3 separate regions of the Mus musculus genome follow, and regions 2 and 3 are each linked to region 1. A link is a contact called in public Hi-C data. All regions are on one chromosome and are shown on one strand. The core of a region is the stretch at or near the end of the contact, and the rest is flanking DNA. Distances in the headings are between cores, read along the strand shown. Region 1 holds the start of Ube2n (ubiquitin-conjugating enzyme E2N). Region 2 holds the start of Atp2b1 (ATPase, Ca++ transporting, plasma membrane 1). Region 3 holds the start of Poc1b (POC1 centriolar protein B).

What was found. Hi-C and Micro-C count contacts between places; a contact is called where the count stands out from the background.
Region 2: a contact with region 1 is called in a Hi-C map of CD4 T cells, with 7 times the contacts expected there. The contact joins the promoter of Atp2b1 here to the promoter of Ube2n in region 1.
Region 3: a Hi-C map of CD8 T cells shows a contact between it and region 1, with 5 times the contacts expected there. The contact joins the promoter of Poc1b here to the promoter of Ube2n in region 1. A contact is called at or near these places in 1 of 39 promoter capture datasets (pre-B cells) and 1 of 484 Hi-C or Micro-C datasets (CD8 T cells).

What each region holds. Positions count from the first base shown.
Region 1 is chr10:95,512,992-95,517,496 of GRCm38.p6, reverse strand. Ube2n (ubiquitin-conjugating enzyme E2N) reads right to left here and starts at 2,335. Exons shown (of 4, transcript NM_080560.3): 1 at 2,260-2,335. The coding sequence starts at 2,289. It overlaps Gm46239 (a long non-coding RNA gene), which reads left to right and starts at 3,241. Exons shown (of 2, transcript XR_001779843.2): 1 at 3,241-3,297.
Region 2 is chr10:98,913,303-98,917,480 of GRCm38.p6, reverse strand. It overlaps Atp2b1 (ATPase, Ca++ transporting, plasma membrane 1), which reads right to left and starts at 2,329. Exons shown (of 21, transcript NM_026482.2): 1 at 2,110-2,329.
Region 3 is chr10:99,105,774-99,109,885 of GRCm38.p6, reverse strand. It overlaps Poc1b (POC1 centriolar protein B), which reads right to left and starts at 2,804. Exons shown (of 12, transcript NM_027740.7): 1 at 2,663-2,804; 2 at 2,010-2,094. The coding sequence starts at 2,677. Galnt4 (polypeptide N-acetylgalactosaminyltransferase 4) reads right to left here and starts at 1,751. Exons shown (of 1, transcript NM_015737.4): 1 at 1-1,751. The coding sequence starts at 1,471.

The DNA of each region.
Region 1 (4,505 bases), core at 1,086-3,585:
TTTGGTTTTTCGAGACAGGGTTTCTCTGTGTAGCCCTGGCTGTCCTGGAACTCACTCTTGTAGACTAGGCTGGCCTCGAACTCAGAAATCTGCCTGCCTCTGCCTTCCAAGTGCTGGGACTATAAAAGTGTGTGCCACCACTGCCTGGCAAAAGCTCTTATTTTCGACTCAATCCCCAAAACTAGAAAAAGAATTTTTTTTAACTGATAATACAAAAAATGAATACCAAAAACCAAAAAACCAAAACCCTAATCTCTTAATCTGCCCTAGTGGTTTGGAAAAAAATAGTCCCTTAAAGCTAAAAGTATTAAAGTCAATTAGTATTAAATAAGTATAATAAAGTACTATAAAGTGAAGATTATATATTACAGCATGGGTTTGCCACTATCTTGTTTTAAATAAGCAAAAGGAAATGTATACTTAAGCATTGGGTGCCAAATGAATTGAAGAGCACTTGAATTTTCTGCTGTAAAGCATTTCTGTAAGCTTATAACAAATATATTCCACAGAGTTTATTTTCTCAGTCAAGGCCTTCATATTACTGCAGAGTATCAATATCAACTGTTCAGTTTACTGGGCATTTTACAGAACTGTATTCATTATCAATCTCTGCTATGTCTAGTCAATAACCAAAGTAACAAATAAAAACTTGATGGCCTGTGAAGCGAAGCAGCCATTTATCAAACGGAATCTTGGTTTACATGATCACTAGTGGCTATGTGCATATATCAGAACTAAACTATATTCGGGATCTTCCAATGCCCAAAAACCTACTTGGAAATGTTCTAAGATTCATAACACAGCAATAAACATTTGTTTTAAGATTCCAGTGCTCGCTGGGCAGTGGTGGCACACGCATGCTTTTAGTCCAAGCACTTGGGAGGCAGAGGCAGGCAGATTTCTGAGTTCCAGGACAGCCAGGGCTACACAGAGAAAAACCAATAAATAAGTAAATAAATAAATAAATAAAACAAATTTAAAAAGGAGATTCCAGTGCTCGTGGAAAATGTATTCTTCCTTTGTAAGAGTTTTTATCCTATGAAAGGGCTTGTTTTTCTAATTCAAGCACCTTTCTGTCAATGACACCCCAGCCTCACAGACATTTGTGACTGCCTGAAGAACTACAGTGTCTCACACCCTTCAAAGAGGCCCTCCACTTACTTTGTACAAATCTCCCCTAAAACTTTGGAAGAGTGGAACAATGCTATAAATATATGTTCAGTGGATTACAGCAAGCAAAGTGAAGCTTCAATTTGAGCACTTAGCTGGCAAACTGGGCAGTGCAAGATTTTTTTAACCAATTTCCTACATTAAAAAAAAAAACAGATGCCAAAAAATGTTAAAAATTTAGTTTTCTTGGGTTATAACACTATGAAGACTTAATGGTGTTATGTAAAGATTTTAGGAAATCAAGATACGAGGTTTATACCCCCGTGGTTCCTTATGTATTTATCAAAATTCAGTATCCCTAAAGAGCCCCAGGGCCGCTCAAATAAGGCGCACAAAAGCTGAGAGGCAAACTGTTTCACAGATCATCCCCATAACCGAGGCCCTTGAGGCCCTTGCCTCGGAGAAGAGAACAGTCTCCAAAGAGTTAGCCAGCCGAAGTACAATCACAGCGCTACCCAGCAGAAACACCGGGAAGCGAACGCGGAAGCCAGGGCAACCGGGCGGCCAGCCCCGGACGTCGCTAGGAGGTGCGGGGCAGCCAGGACCAACCTGTGCTGTCGCCGGCAGAACCCCGTGGCCCTCCCGGAGCGGCCTCTCCCGGCCCGCGGCCCCGCCCGGCTCTCGGGGTCGGTCCATTCATTCCGCACCCGGGACTGCCGCAGCCCCGAGCCCCTGCGGAGGAAGAGAAGGGAGCTCCGGGGCAGAGCGGCCGGCCACGGGCCACCACCCGCGCCCAGAGTCCAGGCCACGCCGCGATTCCCGCCCCGCGGAGGAACAGAAGCCGCCGAGGCCCGCACCGGTCCCGCGCCAGAGCCCGAAGCCCGCAGCCCCGCCCTCTCCCGGGCAGCCGCCAGGGCCTCCCCGGCCGCGGCCGCACCGCCCGGGCGTCCCGCTTGTCCGGCGTTCAGAGGCGGCCGGAAGTCTCCCCGGCGCCCCCTCCTCAGCGCCCGACTTCCTCGCCGCCGAGGCCGGACCCTTCTCCGCGATGCCTTAGAGAGGCCTCTCGGAGGCTGCGGAGGGAAGCGGACGGCCGCGCGGCCCGGCGCGCCGGAGCAGAGCCAGTGGCCCGAAGCCCGCCTGGGCGGTTACCTTGATGATCCTGCGGGGCAGCCCGGCCATCTTGTCAGATCCCGAGTTCGGCCTCTGCTCTTGTCTCCGGCTCCGCTCTCCTCACGCTCGAGTGGAAGTCCCGGGCTCCACTTCCGGGGAACGTCGCCGCGCCCGCCTGTCGCTACCTCCGCCGAGGCCCCTCGGGAAATGTAGTCCCTGCTAGGACGCGGGCTTCCGACAGCCTTCCCTCCGACCTGGTGGCCCCCTCCCCCGCGCTCCCCGCCCCAACCCCAGCCGGGGGTGGCGGAAGTGACGCTCCGCGGCGGGGCAGGGACTTGGGGGGAGGCGGCGCGAGGCGGCGCCGAGCTTCTTGGCCCGTGGCAGAATCGGCAACACTGGGCGGCCGGCGTCCACGAGCGAGCGCTGTACGTGCGACCACGCCTGCGTCGGGGGGCGACGTAACAAAGGCCCGGCCCCCGACGCAGCCCATTCATTCATTCGTTCCGTTTGTTCATTCAGCGTGTCCGCAGTGCGCGTGGCGGGCTGGCGCTGCAGCGGTTCCCTGCGGACAGGGCAGGCGGGTCGCGCGCTCCTCCTCGGTGGCGAACAGGCCGGAAGTCAATACCAAAGCTTCTAACTGGGAATAACGCTGCTTGCCAAGGACCACACACACACCCGCGACAAAAAAAATTTTTTCTAAACGTTTAAATTTCACATAAAAAAGGGGGCCTCTCTGGCGCTCCCCAAAAGAGAGTTCGGAACAAGGGAGGAGGCAAAAGGCACGGCCTCTAAACGCCTGGATCCTGCAGGATATTTAATCTTTGTGGTTGTTGGTTTTCCTGAGAAAGGGCTCCCTATGTAACCAAGTCTGGCCTGGTGCTCTCTATTCTGTACGCACCGAGCTGACTTGGAACTCGTGATTCTCCTGCCTCTGCCCCCTGAGTAGAGCTAGGCTTGTGCCACCACTTAAGGTTGAGCCTAGCAATCGAGATTTACGTGCTAACTAGAAGAAGGATCTGATTAGAGTGTAAGGGTCCATGCATGATTCGCTGAAGAATGATACCCCAGACCCAAACGGTATGTAAACGCAGAGAGGGCTTTATTCTGCAGAAGTCCAGCTTGCTAGGGTCTCTCATTCCAAGATGGAGACCTGGAAGTGAGCTCACAGTTCAGATTTAAAGCACATTAGGGGTGTGGTGGGGACATGAGTGGCTGAAAACTGTTGCTGAGGAAGTCTGGAAACTACTGCTGACCCACTGTCCTTGCTTCAGGCCAGGTGGTGGGGCAGCTTCTGAGGCCTGGACTTGCCTAGTTCTTAGAAACAGGGATTTAGGCCTCGTCTTCTGAATTGCCAATTTGAAGTCAGCCTAGCCTTCTCAAGGGGATAGAAAAGCCTGTAATCCCCAAAGGCGTTGGATTACTCATAGAATGAGGGCCCTAAAAGTGGAGGTGTCTCACAAGGATCGCTGGGTGTTTCCATTTCTTTTCATGTTGCTGTGGTAAAACACCCTCCAAAAGCAACTTAAAGGAAAAGGGTTAATTTTAGCCCCAAGTTGCATCACAGGGAGACAATCCCAGCTGGTCACATCAAATTCATAATCAGAAATAGAGTTGGGAGGCAGAGGCAGGCAGATTTCTGAGTTTGAAGCCCGCCTAGTCTACAGAGTGAGTTCCAGGACAACCAGGGCTACACAGAGAAACCCTGTCTCAGAAAAAAAAAAAAAAAAGAAACAGAGAGCAATGAATCTTACATGTTAGTGTTCAGCTTTCTTCATTTTTCCTGTTTAGAATTAAGATGGGTATCCATCAATTAAATCAAGACAGTCCCCACAGGCAGGCCCAGAGGTGTTTCTAGATCTTATCAAGTTGATAACACTAACTTATGGCCGGTGCTTTCAGGAGTCAGATCCACTGGACTTGGAGCTAAGGAAGGTTGTGAGCCACCTTGTGAGTCCTCTGCCAGAGCAACAAGTACCCATTACTGCAAAGCCATATCTCCATAGCTCTGTTCACGAGACTGCTGTTTAGATAGACTTAACATTGTCCAAGGTTATAACAAAATAGTTCAGCTCCTTTCCCAGGCATGTCTGTCAAACCACAAGCCCCACCTGAATGAAACAAAAGGAAAAAGGAAAGGAACACCACTGGTCCTAGGTACAGTGGGTGAGAAAGGTTACTGTAGATAAAAGGGAGAGAGCATAGCTGGGTGGTGGTGGCGCACACCTTTAATCCCAGCACTTGGGAGGCAGAGGCAGGTGGATTTCTGAGTTCGAGGCGAGCCTGGT
Region 2 (4,178 bases), core at 1,080-3,579, 3.4 Mb before region 1:
AACACTGCCGCACTACCTTCCACCCCTCCGTTGATCCAGACCATCAATATCCTCTTATTTTATTAACAACACGAGTCAAAATTTGTTCCTCCCCTCATCTCAGAATGGCAAGTAAGGTCTCAAGCTTCAACTAAAAAAACAAAACACCGTAGTTTCCCATACAGTGGCTGAAATTCCTCTCAAGGTCTTGAAATTATAGAAAAATGAAGACATATTCTCCCTTACTTCTAAGGGGGCACACGGCTGAGGACGACAGCATTATGAAGGCGTACTCTTAATTTTCATCATTTGATCGGGGGTGGGAGGGGGGATAACAAAATTTTAGATCAAAGGTGGCGCTCTGTCCTCAGCTCACCCGAATGTGACTCACTTTTGCAGAGTATATGGTAGGAAATAACAGTTACTTTTCGAAGATCTTTGCAGTTACACCCAAGCCAAAATCGGGACAGAGATCCACCCTTTATGACAGCCATTTAACTGTTTTATCCAAAGCACGGTAGAAAGTAAAACATCTCCCTGAAAACATGGCTTAAAAGGCCCAATTTCCTACACCAGCTTTCAAAAGCTCTCAACAAGAAAAAAAAAAAAAAATTTCTATTTACTTCAAATTTGAACTGACCAGGAAGGGGAAAAAAAGGGATGGGTGCTAAATGAAACATACAAGTACAAAAAGCAGATTCTCCCCCTTCCAATCCCTCTTTTAATTCCCCCAATCCGGCTCTGCCACACACAAGGACAGGGAGTCTCCCTAGGGAAAGCTGGTGGCAGGGCAAGTGAAGGCTCTCCATTCACTCAAATGGGCCACTATCCAAAGGGATGCCCTATGCGCGCTTTGTACAAACCAGGTCCTTACAAGTACTTATTATTATAAAATACACCTACGCTGAGGATCAAGAACCTTATTTTAAAGTAAGACTGTCCTCAGGTGGGGGAGGTGAAGCACAACAAAGCCTTCCATGTTGAAAGGCAGACAGTCCAGACATGCATATACCTCCACTCGTATGAAAAAAAAAATCCATATAACTAATTTATCAGGAACAGCAATCGATACCGACAGGAGTCATTAGATTATTAATAAACCCAGAAAAGTAGCATGCATAGCAGCCAAAGGTGGCTGTCTGCAGCGCTCTAACCCCTAGGAAGGGTAAAAAAAACAGCCTACCGAGGAGGTTCGCGTCCTTACCAAGGTCCTGCAGACCCTTTTACCCACGCAGACCAGCCCCAGCTTCCCCTTGCGGGTCCGATCACCGCAACAGCAAAAGCATTCCCAATGCTAGAGTCCCGCAGTAAACTGGTGACTGAAATGTGCAGAGACCAACCTGGGCAAAGACCGAGGCGCAGACCCAGGGGTCGCTAACTAGCTAAGACACAAAATTCTCCTGCAAGATGAAATAGAGAAGAAGCCCCCGCCACCTCCGCCCCCCCCACCCCCGCAATAGGAATGCCACCCTCCTTTCTTACTGACCCTTTCCGAGGACAGAGCAGATTTTCCCCCTTTTAAACTAAGTACATAAACATGAATCGGAAGCACCCGTGAACATCCTGGGGGGCCAGACTCAAGACCTGAAGAGAGCGTCCAGGCGGCTCTTCAACTCCCCGGGAGTCACCGTCCTGTCTGACAGGCATCTATCACACCATCCTCTCCGGGGGGCCGACGACAAACCTTCACCTTGCACGGGCAGTACCTCCCGGGGGCCCAAGCCAGGGATTAAATGGGTGACCCTCCCGGGTCGCAGGAAGAGGGAGTGCCGGGGCACCGCTGCCCTCAAGGTCACCACATGCCGGGGTAGGGGCGACCGGTGTTCAGATGGGCTGTGGCGGCAGCAGGGGCAGCCCCGCGAAGTCCGAGAGCCCTCGGGTGTAGACGAGAAGCCACCGGGACGGCGACTCCGAGCTGGACCCGGCGCCGAGGCGCGCGGAGAGGAAGCCTCCTCACCTTTACGGTCTCCTAGCAGGAGCGAACCCCGGCGGCGCCGCCAACTTCGCGGGGACCCGCCGCGCTCCACCCCGCGCCCAGCTGTCAGGACCCCCGCCGCGCCCTGCGCGCCCCACCCGGCCTCCCCCGCAGGTGGCCGCCCCCGCCGCGGGCAGCCACCGGCCGCCACTCACCTCGCCCGCAGCGGGAACCATTTTTTCCGAGGGGAAGAATCAAGGAAAGCTAGGCGGGTGGGTCCGGGGGATGGCGGCGAGGGGTCGCGGGACGTGCCCGCAGCCGGCTCGCTGGGTTCGGGGCGCCACGCGGAGGTGCGGCTGCACCTCGGGAAGGAGGCGGCGGCGGCGGAGCCCAGAGACTCGGCGTCCACCAGCCGGGGCTCCCTACTCACGCTGCACCGCGAGGAGGCGGCGGCGGAGGAGGAGGAGGCGGCGCCCGGCCGGCCCCCGCCCAGAGCCCGGCGGCCGCCGAGTGGCCGCTCGCGTCCCCGCAGGACCCGCCTCCTCCGCTCCGCAAAGCCGCGCTCAGGGCGCGCCGCGCTCGGCACAGCAGCTCAACCGGCCCCGCGCCGGCGTCCGCAGCAGCAGCAACAGCAGCAGCAACGGGCGGGGTGCAACCCGGGGCGGGGTCCGGGGACACCGGTCCGCAGACGCGGAGCTCAAGGGGCAACGGCCAGCTCCGGGGCAGGGGCCCGGTGTGCACCGGGTGACCCGCGAGACCGCCCGAGCAGGCAAGGGGGGAGGAGGGCGCTCACCCGTTCCGGTCCGACGCTCCCTTCTTCTCCACACCTCCACGCCTCCCGCTCCACGCTGGCAGCGCAGCTGCTCCCGCTGCCTCTGCCACCGCTGCGGATGCTCGCGCGGCCGCCGCTGCCGCCTTGGCTGGGCGCGGTCACGTGACGCGGCCCGCGGGGAGCCTGAGGGCGGGCGGGCGGGCGCGCGCGCGCGCACGAGCGGAGGTAGCGCCGCTCGGACCGGGACTGGCGCTTCCCGGAGAGGGCGTTTAAGGGGAGGATCCGGCGAGCGCGGCCCCGCCTGGCGAGCGCGCGCCCGGGGTGGGGTGAGGCGGCGGGGATCAGAACTTGCAGCGCGCGGTGTGGAAAGGGTGGCCTGTAGTGCGGGGCGGGCGACTCGCGCCTCCGCGCGCCCCTCCCTCTCTTCCTTCCCTGCGCGCCGGGCTCCCGGCTGCCCCCGCCCCCTCCTGCGCTGTCGCCCCCTCCCTTCCCCTCCTGCGGCGGCTTCCGATTGGCCGTCGGGGCTCTGACGTCTGTGTTTCCATGACGTGTCGGGGCCGGGGAGGGCCGCGGGAGGGGGCGGCGGGGGAGGAGGGGGCGGTGACTCCGTCCGTCACCGCCGGTGCCTGGGCGCGCGGCCCGGCGGCTCCTGCAACGTGAGGAAGCCGGAGAGCGACGAGTGCCGCCGCAGTGGGACGCCCTTCACTTGGGGTCCCGCTCGAGTCGCCCCCGGGTGGAGGCGATGCCGGGTCACGGGACGGGAGAGCGGCTCGGCGCCCACTCCCTAGCGGACCTGTCTCCTGTCCCGGACGGTGACGCACTCGCCCGACAGCCAAAGTGCCTTCCCTTTTGGGAAGAGAGCCCACTCGCCCTGTAGGCGCGCTGGCCCGGCCACCGACACCGGGGATCCCCGCTGCAGCGCCCAAACCGTGTCCTCTAGCCGGTGCAAGCAGGCCTCGCAAGGTCCGCTTGAAGTCCTCGTGTTTCTCTTTTGGGTTTGCTGCTGCGGCTGCTGCTTTTTTTTTTTTTTTTTTTTTTTTTTTTCCTACCTGTGGCGAGCTAGTGGGTCTTTAATTCATAATACTTAAATCCTGCCCTCATCTTTCCCGAGGAGAAAGGAACAAGAAAAAAAAAAAAAATCATGCAGAGTACCGTGCAGTATTTAGACGGTAAAAGGTAGCCGACTCTGGTCCAACCAGTTCAAAAGAAAACCGCTCATGATTACTTCTACTTTAAAAAAGGATATTCTTGACTGTATCCACACATTTAAAGATGTGTATCCTGTCCCATCTTTCTGTAATCTCTGCTTGAACTAAAGGTTCCCCCTTCCCCCGAACAATTTAGACCTTATCCGTGTTATTTTCAGCATCACTTAGCTTGAGAAAAAAACATCAAAAAAAGTGATCTGTAAGTGTTTTGTTTTGCTTTTTTCAACCCTGAATTGGAAGAATTGGTAGTTTCATAGTCTTCTCCAAAGCACACCGGTAAGACAAGTACTGCATTATGTATGTT
Region 3 (4,112 bases), core at 1,555-4,054, 3.6 Mb before region 1:
TTGAAGTATATTCAAAGAACTGATTGCCTCCTTGACCGTGGCATCCAAACAACGAAAGATTAGCCCCCGTAGGGTTGTTGTCGGGAGCGTTATAATCTAAGCACTCGGAAGAGATGCCCATGCTGCGGATGGCTCCGTGCCAGCCAGGTCTATCCTCGGGGACGTGTAAGTTAGAGAACACATTTTTCAGATACCAGTCGAAGCTCTTACATTTCAGCCGTTCCCTTAGTAACTTCCTTTCAGAAAGATCGCCATAGGCCTCTTTCCGAGCTGGGGGGTTTCGGTTATAGAAATGCTCTTTGTATTCATCCATCCACACTTCGGCCGCCCGCGCGGTATTCTGTAGGAAGTTGGGGCGAGCATAGGGCGCGCGCTTGGGAAACACGTGGCCCACGTGCGAGCATGGGTGGATCTCCAGCTTGCCGCCACACTGCCAAACCCTGAAAGACAACTCAAGGTTTTCGCCTCCCCAGACTTCCATGCCAGTGTCATAGGTGCCCAGGTACTGAAAATACTTCTTGCTGACAGCAAACAGTCCTCCTGCCATGGTGGGGGACCTGATGGGGTCAATTCTTGACGTTCGCCTGTCCCTTTCATGTTTGGGGACAGAATGCCACTGGAAGGTCAAACGCCAGTCAAACCCACCAATCATGGGCTCCCCGGTCTGCATGTAGAATTCGAAAGTGTTCCAGTCAATAGTGTCGATGACAGGACATACGATTGCGGTTTCGTCTCTACTGATCCTCTCCAAAAGTGGTTCCAACCAACCAGTGTTACACTCACAGTGACAATCCAGGAAAGTGAGGACATCCCCGGTGGCAAAAGTGGCCCCAATTAGACGGGCCCGGACCAGCCCCTCTCTCTTATTGGTTCTAATCAAGCGAACTCTCTCCAGGTTGCTGATGTAAGTTTCAAGTTGCGCCTTCAAATAAATTCTATCACTCAAGTCATCCACCAAGATGATCTCCTTTAAAAGCACAGCTGGAGAAGTTTCTAAAACACTGTGAATGGTCCGAAGCAGAGTGGACCAGGCTTCGTTATAGAAGGCGATGATAACGGAGGTGGTGGGGAGCGACCTGTAGTGGAACTTCTTGGCTTTACACTCATACATTCTTTTATCCTCTATGTGGCGGTGCAGGGAGATCCTGTCACTGAGGTAAATGTTGATGGCATATCTCTCAATAAGTTCTTCTTGCTGCTTCAGTTCCCCCTCGTTGAGCTGGAGTTTGCTTGCTCTCCCCCATTCCCCAAGAGCATGGGAATCTGCAGGGGGCTTTATATAAAGAGGCTGAGACAAATCCTCTTCCCTTGTATCAAGGTCCGGGAGCCGCCTTGGCCCCAGCTCCCTGGCACCGCCGGCTCCTGGAGAGGCATACAAAGTGGAGACTGAGAACTCCACCAGAATATAAGCCAGTGTTAAAAGGGCCAGCAGCAGGCAGCTCTTGCCTGCCCAGGTCCACCTCACGGCCATCCGGATCCTCACGGGTCGTGTGTAGACGCGGCCACCGAGCCAGCACGCGGGGAAAGCGCCGCGGATCCTGAAGCTGGAGTTCCCGGCTCAGGTAGGGGCGAACTTCCGAGAAGGTTCCTCCTTTCATGTAGGCGCTCGGCTCCTTTCCGACACCGGAGTTTCCCAGGGGTCACTTGAGACCCCCTCGCTCCCCGGCCTCTGGTGGTGCTCAACTGGTCGGTCCCCACTTCCTCCTGCTCGTCTCAGAACTTTTCACAAACTCTCCAGCCAATACTCCACCCTCCTCGGGCCGATCACAAACCCCTCCCCTTCCCACTCACTCCTCCTGGTGGTTAGTTCACGAAAGTTGTCTGTCAGGCCGGGACCAGTCGAGTCCTTACCCAGCAAAGACCCAGGGACCCAGAGTGGCCGGGTACATCCCATCGCGCCTGGCTCACTCAGGCAGGGATGGAAGAAAGGCTTTCTGCCAAGTGAGCTTTGGTTACTGTCAGAAAAGGAAAGAAGAAAGAAAGGAAAAACAAAAACAAAAACAACTTACCAATTTGTTTGCAGTTGGGGCTGAAGTCAGCGGAGGTGATGGCAGCTTTGTGACCTTTAAAAGAACGTTCCAGAATCGGATCCTCCTAGGATGGAAAGTTGTTAGGTTTGAAAGCAGGTGCAGAATTCCAGCTCTCGACATCAGACGTCAACGTTGCCTGTCCCCCGGGATCGAAGAGGAGGACCCCGCAGCATCAGCGGGCAGCGAGAGAGGCGTGGGCATTACAACCCGGCTGAGAGGCTCGGGCACTGCCCCAGCTTCCATCCGGAGGGGTCCCCACCATCGGGAGGAACCCCCAGCCCAGGCACCAGGGCGAGCCGCCGAGGGACCCGCCCACCGCACCGAGCTGCAGATGCTCGCCGAAGCCTCCCGCGCTCTTTAAACCTCCCTGGTGATTCTGACGCAGGCGCGCCGCGGGAACCCAGCCGGCGAGTCCCGGAGCCAGCTCCGCCTCAGCCCCGAGCGCCGGGATCTCTCCGGGAGCAGCGCTCACCGCTCAACCCGGGCACGGCGTCCCGCTCCGGGGAGGTGAGCGAGCTGCGGAGCTCCGGGTCTCGGGGCTACCTCCCAGGCCTGCCAGACTCGGCGTGGTTCCCCTCCTCCCGGTCCCGCCGCCCAAGGATGATCGGCTCCGGTAGCGGCGGGGACCTTACCAGGCCGGAGGCCATGCGGGGAGCGGACGGCGCCCGGGGCCTTGGGGGACCAGGGAGGGGTGGGGACGAGGGGGGACCGTGCGGCGCCCGGAACCGTCAGACTGGAGTGCGGGCGCTTCCCGGTCACTACAACAACGGCGGCCCAATCAAAGCCCGCGCTCCAGGCGTGGCCAGACGAGCCCCGAGACGCCGCGCGCGCGCGCGCTGCCGACAGCCGAGAGCCTGGCGGGAGCGCGCCGCGGGGGGTCCGCCGCGCGCGCACACAGCGAGCCCCGCGAGCTTCGGAGGTAGCGGACTACCGGGTTGTTGTCGGGAAGCGGGTTGGGACTTGGAGAGAGAGAGAGATGTGATCGGTGGTGGCGAAGCGGAGGAGAGTCGGTGATCGATGCAATCAGGATTCTATTACACCTTAAAGAGAACGGCGCCCAACTCGGCTACTCCGGAGAGGGGAGCTTGGGTGCACAAGCTAGACAGTAACAGGACGTTGAGCGGGACTAAGTTCCTTGTGTTCAATTACTGGTTTTGCACGTACTATAGATACAAATGCTGGCAGCACATGATGGGTAATATTTTATTCACATGTTCACCCTGTTTTTCTTTATTCAATAGTATTCTATTATCTATTTGATTTATTCTGTTCTCAACCGCTTGTTTGCATATGCCTTATTAAACTCACACACACACCTGAAGTGGTCGGAAGACTTGGAAACTTTAAAGTTTCTAGACCACGTGGTTACAATAACGGTCCCCACTTTAGACTTTTTTTTTTCCCCACACATACTATCATTTGTGCTTCAGCAACAGGGTTTCAAAGCTAGAGAATGTTGTCGGTGGCAGTTTGTACATGGAAGGCCACATTTTGATGCTTCTTCATACCCCTCGACAACAAACAACAGCATTAAACCCTGCCCCGGAGCATAAAAGACTCAGCTGAAAATTACATACGGAACACAACTTCTTGGCAGTGGAATGTCGTGATAAACTGGTAAGGTACATGTTGTGTGTAAATAAAAAGTGTAGTAATTACAGGTTCCCTCGCTGTATTTGCGTTTAGTCTTAACCACTATATAGCAATTATGTAAGTGCAATACCGTATTAGTTTGACACATGGGTGGATGTTAAATATCTGTTATATGTTTGACACCAAGGGCTAAACTTTGTTATAAACAAAACAAACCCCTGAATGCCAACATAGTTCCCTCCCCTCAAGAACTTGGCACTGGGATGTAGCTCAGTTGGAGAGTGCCTAATGAACTAAACCCTTGCTTGTATTCCCAGCGCCCTCATCAACACAACCTGGCATCAGTAACTATAGCCCTGGGGAGGTGGAGGCAGGAGGATCAGAGGCATAAGGTTGTCCTTGGCTATACTGTGAGTTTGATGCCAGTCTAAGCTACATGAACTCTGTTAAGCAAATAAAAAACAGACGACAACCCTGCTGTATTCTACC